2 separate regions of the Nothobranchius furzeri genome follow, and region 2 is linked to region 1. Evidence: chromatin contacts called from public Micro-C data. All regions are on one chromosome and are shown on one strand. The core of a region is the stretch at or near the end of the contact, and the rest is flanking DNA. Distances in the headings are between cores, read along the strand shown.

Evidence for each region. A called contact is a pair of places that touch in the nucleus more often than the background predicts.
Region 2: a Micro-C map of tail fin shows a contact between it and region 1, with 6 times the contacts expected there. The contact joins two enhancer-like sites. A contact is called at or near these places in 2 of 2 Hi-C or Micro-C datasets (skeletal muscle and tail fin).

Annotation. Positions count from the first base shown.
Region 1 is chr4:65,556,079-65,561,307 of NfurGRZ-RIMD1, reverse strand. No RefSeq gene overlaps it. Among protein-coding and RNA genes, the nearest start is that of LOC129153703, 18 kb to the right of the region's middle. Within about 2 kb of position 3,412, at least 1 of the 3 cell types and tissues checked has an H3K27ac peak or open chromatin away from gene starts, as enhancers often do. A contact at or near this core is called in tail fin, where this site is marked.
Region 2 is chr4:65,708,494-65,713,690 of NfurGRZ-RIMD1, reverse strand. No RefSeq gene overlaps it. Among protein-coding and RNA genes, the nearest start is that of morf4l1, 25 kb to the left of the region's middle. Within about 2 kb of position 2,025, at least 1 of the 3 cell types and tissues checked has an H3K27ac peak or open chromatin away from gene starts, as enhancers often do. A contact at or near this core is called in tail fin, where this site is marked.

The DNA of each region.
Region 1 (5,229 bases), core at 2,163-4,662:
TTCGGCTTTACCCAGCATGTTTCTGGCCCCACACACACCAGGAGACACACTCTAGACCTTGTTTTTACCCCGAGTCTAAATGCTGACAGTGTTTGTCCTGAGGACGTTTATATTTCAGATCACCATTGCATTTTCTTTAACTTGTCAGTTTCTGCGTCCCCACCTTCTGCTCTCCGTATGGTTAGTTCTCATTTTCTTAATGAGAGCACAGCTAGCAATTTTTCTGCTGCTTTTGATCCACCCTGTTCTTCTGATAACGACCCAGATTCCTTAACTTCTCAGTTTAATGAGCACTGCCTCTCCATTCTGGACAACATCTGTCCTGTCAGAACCAGATCAGTTCCTGCAGTGAACCCTACTCCCTGGTTTAATGACAGCCTTCGCAGCCTGAAGCGCCAATGCAGAAAAATTGAGCGTTTGTGGAAGAAAACCCATCTCCACGTCCATCTGCTGCACCTAAAGGATCTTCTGACATCCTTTAACTCTGCAGTCAGAGACGCTAGGGTTTCCTATTTCTCCAACCTGGTGTCCCAGAGCAAAGGGAACCCCAAGGTGCTGTTTAACACTATCAGCAGCATCGTCTCTCCTGCCTCTCCTACAGCCTCCATCCACTCTGTTGCAGACTGTGAGAACTTTCTGTCTTTCTTTGTGGACAAAGTCAATAAGGTTAGATCTAGCATCTCTCCCTCAGCCTTATCGCTGCCTCTCCCGACTCCAACCAGGCCCATCATCCTAGGTAGCTTTGCTCCTGTTTCTTTGCTTGAGTTAACCAAACTAGTTAACTCTATGAAGACCTCTGCATGCCCCCTCGACATCTTACCCTCATCTTTGTTTAAAAGTGCTTTTTAGTCCATCGGTCCCAGCGTGCTCTCTATATTTAATGCTTCTCTGGTCTCTGGTCAGGTCCCTGCTTACTTTAAGAACGCTGTAATCCACCCGCTTCTTAAAAAACCCTCTCTCCATAGCAGCTGCAGACCCATCTCTAAACTTCCGTTCATCTCCAAGATCTTGGAAAAGGTTGTGGCTAAACAACTCACAGCTGCTCTTGATGAACATAACATCTATGATTGCTTCCAGTCAGGTTTTCGTAGAGCTCATTCTACTGAAACAGCTCTACTTAGGGTCTCTAATGACCTTCTGACTCACAGTGATGCAGGGGACTGTTCTGTTCTGGTCCTGCTGGACCTGACCGCAGCTTTTGACACTGTTGACCATCACCTGCTACTGGAGAGGCTGAGAGACTGGGTAGGCCTATCAGGATCTGCTCTGGAGTGGTTCTCCTCTTATCTCTCTGAGCACTCCTTTTCTGTGGCCATCTCCAAGTTTAGGTCCTCCACCACCTCTCTTACCCATGGTGTCCCACAAGGTTCTGTGCTGGGGCCTCTGCTCTTCCTCCTCTATCTGCTTCCTCTTCAGCACATCCTGAGCTCCTTCAAAGAAATCTCCTACCATCTTTATACAGATGCCATCCAACTGTACATCTCCTTCAAGCCCCATGAGATGTCTAAGCTACAGCTGTTACACACCTGCTTAGACTCTATCAAAACCTGGATGGCTGGGAGCTTTCTTCAGCTGAATGAAGATAAGACTGAGATCCTCATCTGTGCCCCAGACAAGCTCGTTCCCAAAGTCAGAGACTCTCTTGGTCAGCTTGCTTCTCACACTAAACCCTCTGTCAGGAATCTTGGCGTGACCTTTGACCCAGCTCTCACCCTGGATTATCATGTCAGTCCTCTTGTTCGCTCTTCCTTCTTCCATCTCAGGAACATTGCTAAGCTGAGTCCCATTCTGTCCCGCTCTGAACTTGAGACAGTTATCCACACCTTCATCTGCTTAGACTACTGTAACTCTCTTTTCACGTGTCTGAGCAGAACCTCCCTGAACCGTCTACAGGTGGTTCAGAATGCCTGTGCTTGGCTTCTGACCAAGTCCTCCAAACACACCCACATCACCCCGCTTCTCCTCCAGCTTCACTGGCTGCCAGTCAACTTCAGGGTTCATTTCAAGATCCTGGTTCTGGTCTATAGGGCCTTACATTGACAAGCACCATCTTACTTTGGTGATCTTCTCAGTCCCTAACCCCCAGCAGGTCCCTGAGGTCCAGTGAGCAAAGCCTACTGGTTGTGCAGCACCAGGCTAAAGACCAAAGGTGACAGATCATTTGCTGCTGTGGTCCCCAGACTCTGGAACTCTCTCCCCCTGAGCCTGAGGTCAGTGGACTCAGTGGTCTCCTTTAAAAAGCAGCTGAAGACTCACTTGTTCAAGCTGGCTTTTGTATGACCTTCTTCACAACTCTCTCTTTATTCTACTCCCCCCACCTATTCCACCTTCCTCAGGATCCACTGATTTCCCTCTTTCCTATTCTCTCTCTCTTTCTTAACATTTTTTATCACAATTGTCTCTTTTTGCTCATTTTAAATATATTTTTAAACATTTTCTAAATGCTTTTTTATATTTTTACATTTTTTTGTTTTTGTGAAGCGCCTCGTGATTTTTATCTTGAGAGGCGCTATAGAAATGAGATTTTCTACTTCTTCTTCTTAGGACTCTGGAAGGGGCTGTATAAATACAGGACTTTTACCTGTGTGATATGAGTGAAAGGACTCCCTACCTATGGCAACCATGCCAGATTGTGTTGCCTCTGATCACCCAATGCATGTTCACCTGGGACTTATTTGTTTCCACCTGAGTTCCCCGTGATGTAAGCTCCCTGCAGCCACAGCTCTGATACCAGATCATCTAGAGACCAGATGCAGCCTGTTCCTGTTCACATCCAGTCAAATAAATCCTCGAGTCCAAGTCCTCTGAACCTGAACCAGTCAACCCTCTGTGTCTGAGAACAAAACATCTCATCAGCTGGACTGAATTTGGTGAAAATCCAAGAAAACAAGCTATTCACCATGATACGTCACATTTTTATTCAAGAAAATTAAATTGCATATTTTTATGTCGATCCTAAATTATTTGTTGGTTGGAAAAACTTTTTTTCTTGCAAAAGCAAAATATGAGTCATGAGCGTATGTACAGTCTGTGGTCATGAGCAATAGTCAGAAAACAGTGAATAATAAACAGTTTTTTGTGCTTTTATGCTTTTTTATAAATTAAACTGAGGCAAATGTGAAAAAAAATTATTAAATGGCACAGGATGATTAAAATATCACTCAGACACAAGTATCATTCATGCCACTGCATGCTTTATGTGGTGAAGTGATTGTAAACGGCCTCTAGCAATGACTTCACACACAGTTTACCCTTCCACACCACATTTTTTAAATTGAATAATTAATCTAGTAGCTGTGCAATGGCACACGGCTGCCAAATTAAAATAATCAGGTCATTCATTCTGGCAGTTGTTTGACAGTGAATAAACAAAAAACAAAGCGTCTTTGAAGAAGCTGAAATGTTCACAGAACTGTCAACAGGTCCTGGCTTGTCTGCAAAGTGCTTACGGCCACGGCGCTGAGGAATGAGTGCCGGGACTCTTGACATCCAACAATAACATCCACGTTAGAGACAGGTGATAAAAGAAATGTCATTCCTGTCAAACATGGAAGCCACTGAGGGGGGGAAAGTAAGCAGAAGTTTGTCTTCTTCCGCTTTCTTATTATCTTTATTATTATTACCAGAGCGGGCAGTCAAGGTTCACTAACAGAGCACACTTAACCGTGTATGCTGTAACATACACAACCCACACACACACACACACACACACATCTCCTGCCTGTCCTAACACCAGCCCTGCTCTGTGTGCTCTGCTAATATTGACTCTCCTGACTAACACTGCCTCTACTGAGTCAAACACAGAACTGTTTGACTAGAATTAGAACATCATTGAGATAACAGCCGCGGCCTGTCCAGGCTGGAGCTTTGGTGTTAAAGTAAAGCAGAAGAACCACCAATGATCAGAGAAGGTACAGAGGTGGACTTCACAACCAGCCTGGTGGATAAATGTTTTCACAATTTGACACTGAGTCACTGAGGCCACCGTGTTGTATGTGTTGCTGGGATGATGTCAAACGTCTTGGCAGGGAGGAATTAAAACTTTGTTTATATTGCAAAAGATGCTTTTTAATTTTCTGGTTGTAGGTCATTCTTATCGCTGGTTACACACCACAGTCATAAAGTTTATAGCTCCATCCAGCTACAAAACACACACACACAGATGACAAAACATACTTGACTATTCACCACATGCAGGCTTCTGACCTGCTTGGTAGCTTTTTTCTCACGTCTGCATTTCAATCTCTTTCTAAACTATCCTCTTTGTTTTTCACATCGAGTCTTTGAGCTCCTACTTAGCTCAGTGCTTACTACTAATCGTGTCTTTTTATCAGCACTTTTACTGTAACCTTTTTATATAGATAAAGTAAAATAAATGGTTTTATACACCCACATGTTTGCACAGCTCTGAACTGATTAAAAAAATTAAACTAATAAAACTGTGACTGAATTTATCCTTCACTGGCAGTCTGATCATCCAGTGGATTTGCCAAAATAAATAAAATAACTCAAAGCCTTACAAGGTGATCTATTCATCTCAAAAAGGGCCAAACTTCCCCAATTCCATAGTTGACTTTATTGATTTTGTGACAAAGTAGACTGAATCCAACAGGAAACAGAGAGGACAGGTAGAAAGACAAACAAAAGATGAAAAATGGAGTGGGAGACCAGGGCAGGGGAAGAGAAACGGGGGAAGAGTGGAGGACGACAACTAACAAATACCTTAGCTAAATAAATCCATCCTTTATCTGTACCTGCTCATCAATGCTTGTTTTGTCAAATTTTTTTGTCATAAATGCTCAAGACATGTTTGAATTTGGCCCTCTTTTATGTTGATTTTATCTCACAGTTTTCATTGGTTCACTTTTTCCCTTGTTTTACACATTTGTCTTCTACTTAGAATGTTTCACCTTTTTTGTCATTTGTAATCTGTAATTTGAATTGCTTTTATTTTCTGATTTATTCACTTTCTTTAACTTTGTACTGTACCATGTTCAGCGCCTTGGGATTCCTGACAGGGTTGCGGAAGGCGCCTTATAAATAAAGCTTTGATTGATTGATTGAATGCAGGGTTGTGGGGGGTTGGTGGCTATCTCCAGCAGTCTCTGGGCAAACAGGGTACACCCTGGACAGGATGCCAGTCCTTCACGGGACAACACAGATACACACAGGACAAGTAGCCATGCACACGCGCGCGCACACACACACACACACACACACACACACACA
Region 2 (5,197 bases), core at 776-3,275, 150 kb before region 1:
TATTTTGAAGTACAAAATCATAACACCCACACTGTTCACACACTCAGATCCATAAAATCAGGTTCAGGGTTTCCAGATGAGACGCTAGCTAGCGGTTTGATCCAATGTATTTAAACACAAGCCTTTTAGAGTCTGCAGTTGTGTAATGCAAAAAATAAAATTAAAATTTCCCTGTCAGAGATTTTGAATGAAAAATCACTTCCAAATTGAGCCAACTTCAACTCAAAATCAGACAATTTAAAACCAATAGCATGAAAAGCAGAGGCTGTTTGTTCCAAAGTGAAAATAAATCTGCTGATTTTTCTGAAACATGCATAAAAATGCTAGCATTGCTCTTTTTTTTTACATTTTATATCAACTCTAGTACCTCAAGCATTTACAACATCATTAAAGAATCTAAATCTTTATGTATGAGAAGCTGCTTCTCTCAGACACACACAGGCAGTGTCAAAGTTCAGATTTCCAGGATGCTGATATCTCATTAGGAGGCCTGAACCATGACTGTTCCCCCTCCAACTGAGCTGTCGGTCAGTTCCAGGCTGAGTAATTCCTTCTGACCTCGACGTGCCACAGCGTTGCCCTCCATGCTCCAACTATCCATGTTGCTTGTTGACAGCTGCTCCCTTCAGGAGCTGCTTGGGACTGGCCTGATGCTGACCTCCTGCCAGTCTGCTGAAAAGGAGGTTTGTGTGTGTGTGTGTGTGTGTGTGTGTGTGTGTGTGTGTGCGTGCGTGCGTGCGTGCGTGCGTGCGTGCGTGCATGTGTGTGTGTGTGTGTGTGTGGTGTAGAAGGAGAGTAACAAGGAGTATTAACACACAAATACACATGGAGCACACACAAATATCAGATTTAATCACAGGGTTTATTGTCCACAAATTTCCAAGTTGCAAAGTGGAAATTCATCAAATTACTGCTTGTTTTTTTTTTTTTTTTCCCCCACAGGAATTTTTTATGCTTTATGAATTGTCGTTAGATGCAGAATGACACCTGTGTTTGAAGGGCTGTTACCTCATTGGCAAGTTGGTACACTGGAGAGTGAGCTGGCTGCATGTCTGAGCTGACTGTGGGAACAGAGAGTGGTGTCTTATTATAATCTTAGAGGAAAATGTTAGGTTTCCTTCTTGCTCATAAATAGTCTATCATCGCTGAGCGTGCGGCACATAGAAGAGCAAAAATTAGCCCATATTTTAGTGCTGTACATCAAACAGAACTGGCAGAGAATCAATTAATGATTAATATGCCATCTGTTGGTGGTGGCGGCGTGTTGAATATGAAAACAACTCCCATCGGATGCTTAACCACCTGATACCATTGTGTTGAAACACAACAACAAAGCTGTTGGAAGTGCAGTGGAACGGAGTGAGCTCAAATGTTTTGAACCACCTCCATGATAACATGAGAAATTTATGGTTCCAGTGGGAAAAAAATACATCTACAAGCCCCCCAACAGCGAGGCGTGCATGCAGAAATCTGCTGCTGGAAAACATCCCACCCAAAGGCAACGCTCCGTTCGTGCTGCAGAGGAGGATGTTGTGGATGAATCTTTGTCAGAGAGCGCTCTAACCCCCAAGGCCCAAGCGAGGAGAGACAGGAAACAGTTGTGCTGCTGGTCGACTGAAGTGGTTCATGGGACTTTCCCACATGCCCCGGGACGCTCCTCTTTCAGCCTGGTCTGTGGTTGGAGCGTGTGTCTGCACCACTTCACACCAGGGAGAGAAGAGGAGAGGAAAAGAGGTGGGGGCATGCAGGAGAAGTTGGAGAAAACTTTTCAGAGGGGATTCATTGCCCCTTAGCTGAGAGAACAGCATAAATTATTTGTGCTGGCAGATGTTCACAGACCCAAATCTGCATGAATTTGTAGAGCTGGCAGGCTTCCCTCAGCCAAACGTACTGGTTTTCAACATGCGTGCAGAAGCAGTTGTTATTCTGGCTGTTTTACAGAGAGCATTAATCTGAGCTGTCAGCACCACCAACCACTTTGGTGGAAATTGTTTCACTCCTTAATAAGGGCACTCTGGTGCTAGATTACATGTGGCGGTGAGGGTAACATTCTTGGTGGGTCTGTCATCATGTAGTCGTTCTCCAACAGCGAGGCTTCTGTGTTTGGCCTGTAGCATATTTCTGTAACCAGGAGATGAAAAGAATTCTCTAAGTAGACATTAAATGGAACCACCAGCTCTCAAATTCTCACTTTTAATGACAATGCAGAGCGCCTCCTGCCAGGAAATGGGAGAAATCGGATACTGCATAGACCAATCAGTGTTGTTCCCTAAACGGTTTAACTGAAAACAAATTGTCTGCCACATGTATGAATATTTTCCCAGACAGGTTTATTTAGAAAGTAGGCTTGAAGTGGTAAGATAGCACTAAAACAGATCCTTTAAGGCTTAAATAAACAGTTGAGATCTTTTGAAATGGTCATTTGTTGAACATTTGTGGACAGTTAGTATCTTAGCTGTTGTAGATCGCTTGACACAAATTATTTTTTTTTTTTTTGACTGAGTCACTATATAAAAGCAAAGTATCAACTTCAGACTTTACTGGCAAACATTTACTGTATTTCTTTTGGGGGATACATTTCAAACTCACAACTGTGGCAGCAGTTTTTATTGGCTTTATTCTGACTGAACATAAAGACCTCACAATAACATGTTTAGACGTATTTGGCCTGAATTTTCTGATTATTTTCTGATATTTAAATTCCACCCTAAAGTCTAATTTAGTCTGTTGTCATTCTCCACAGTTAGATTAGTCATTCTCCTAATCTGGCTCTATTCTGTTAGCTTGATCTTAGCATAAGTGAATGGTAATTACCATTTCATATGAAAGTCAAGTAAGGTATTCGATGATGATCCTAGTTTTTCTTGGTGACCTCATATCAAAATGCAATTTGAAATAATAAACATGGAGGAAACACAAGAGCTGATTTTGACTTGGGACTACATTACGACTAATAACTGTAAGCTATTGCTACAAGGCACAATGACATGACGCAGAACTCACCTTTTACTGTCATTCGGGTGAAATGTTGTAAATGTTATACAGTAAACTTGGAAATGCCAATGTCTGCCAGACATGCTGCTGCTTCATGTCGTTGTGCCTTGCAGCAGTGACTTACAGCGGTGCTAGTTGTTACCATCAGTGTTGGGCAAGTTACTTCAAAACTGTAATGCATTATTTATTACTTGTTACCTCATTTTAAAGTAATTCATTACATTACAATATTACTGATTTTAAAATGTACGGCATTACACTACTTTTGCATTACTCTAAGTTACTTTCAACAAAACAACTTCAGTATGAGTTTGGTAATCGGATGCCTGGTGAACTCATGACACATCCGGTGGAAGGTGATGTGGTGTCTGAGCTAGGATTGCTGTTAAAACAGTTCTTTAGAATGATTGTTTATTAAATAAAAGCAACAACAATCTGTACTCTCAGCACGCTGCCATCTTAGATTAACTGAGCAGGAAGTGAGGTGGTGGGGGCTCCAAGCCTATATTTGCCTTGGACCCCAAATGCCTTGATACGGCCCTGGATGTGGGACTGACTTCTGGGGTGATCTAATTCTATCACATGTATAAATATTGAATGCTTATATATTGTTGTTTTTCACTGGTAAAAATGTGTATTTGGGATAAATCTACCTAATTTTTTCTTTTCAAGCACTTTGTTTTGTTTTCTTGATTTTATTTGAATAATTTCTTGCCCTTTCTCTCTCTAACCTTCCTGCATGCTGCATGTTCTCTCCGTCTTCCAGAAAAAAAACGTTTCCTAGACTTCCTACTTTCTAACTAATCAGCCAAAGGGATCTTCACATGCGCAGCGCTCCAGCAGCAATGAGTTGAAATCACCGGAGCCCAGATTAACTCAGGTGAGGCAAAGCACGTCAGAAAAGTACAGAATACCAGAGAACATCCACTGACATGAACGATCGCAGGTGAATTATTTTGTTTTAGTGGAGCGATTTTGTGAATATAACAGCGGCCGCGCGCAGGATGCAGCTGGAGTATTTGAGCCGTTACCAGGGCGTCCTCTCTGCCTGCAAAGCTGAGTCCATAAATGACGTAATATATGCAGATACTGGAACTTTTTTCGTGTTTCCCGCAATTTGAATTTTTAAGAAACGCAGCTTGATTCTGGGTTTAAAAATGCATTGTAATTACTGACTTGTACCGAGTAAATATTACCATTTTCTTTCCCTGTAATGCCTTACATTACCACATTACAGCAAAAAGCAATGCATTACAGTAATTAATTACTTTTGTACCGCATTACTCCCAACAATGGTTACCATTCACTTACATTGTTTATGCTAAGCTAAAGCTAACAGAATACTCCCTGATTAAGAGAATGACTAAGTTACAAAATGACTAATTCACTTTGGGGTGGAATATCCCTTTATAAATAAAAAAATGTCACCTTGTTTTTGGTATCGCCATTTATTGTACCCGAATTGGCTCGCCTGTATTGTGATATACATGGTATTGCCAGATTCTTGCCAACACACACCTCTACTAATTACAATACAAAGTATTTGAAATGCAAAAGCATATGAGTTCAAGAGCAAGGTGAGGTTTTTATTTTATTTTTTTTACTATTGTTTCGGTTTATTTAGGAACTAATGGAGATTGACTTTCTCCATAAATCCACACTGGGTCAAAGCGGCTTGATTGCCAAATAGCTAATGGTAGCAGCTAGCTGTGTTCCTAATACTTCCAACATATTCACATTTTGCCCAAATAACCATGAAATCTAAAAATATACACAGATACTGTGACAAAAATATGAATGTTTCTATCAGAAGTATCCCAGGTTGCACTGTTAGCGACAGCTGGATGCTACTGTCTCCAGTAGCATCTCCAAATACAAATCCATGTAAATAATTGTGCAGTGTAAATTTGACAGATGCTCAAAAAACAGCAGTTGCATGAACTGCTGGGAAATGTTTTGAAATGAGTTATTTTAAAATGGCAGCAATCTGCTCGGACTAGCCATTAGCTTGTAATGTCGGTCAAAGGTCAGGTTTATCCAGGGCAGCAGACCACAGAACTCCTCCATGGTGAAGCCAAACTCAACATTTACTTAATTAAACACTTAAATTAATTAGCTAGCTTATTTATCAATCACACATATTTGGTTAAATATGATTATGGCACATGAACCCTAGAAAAGTGGTCATTTTCTCTACTTTTAA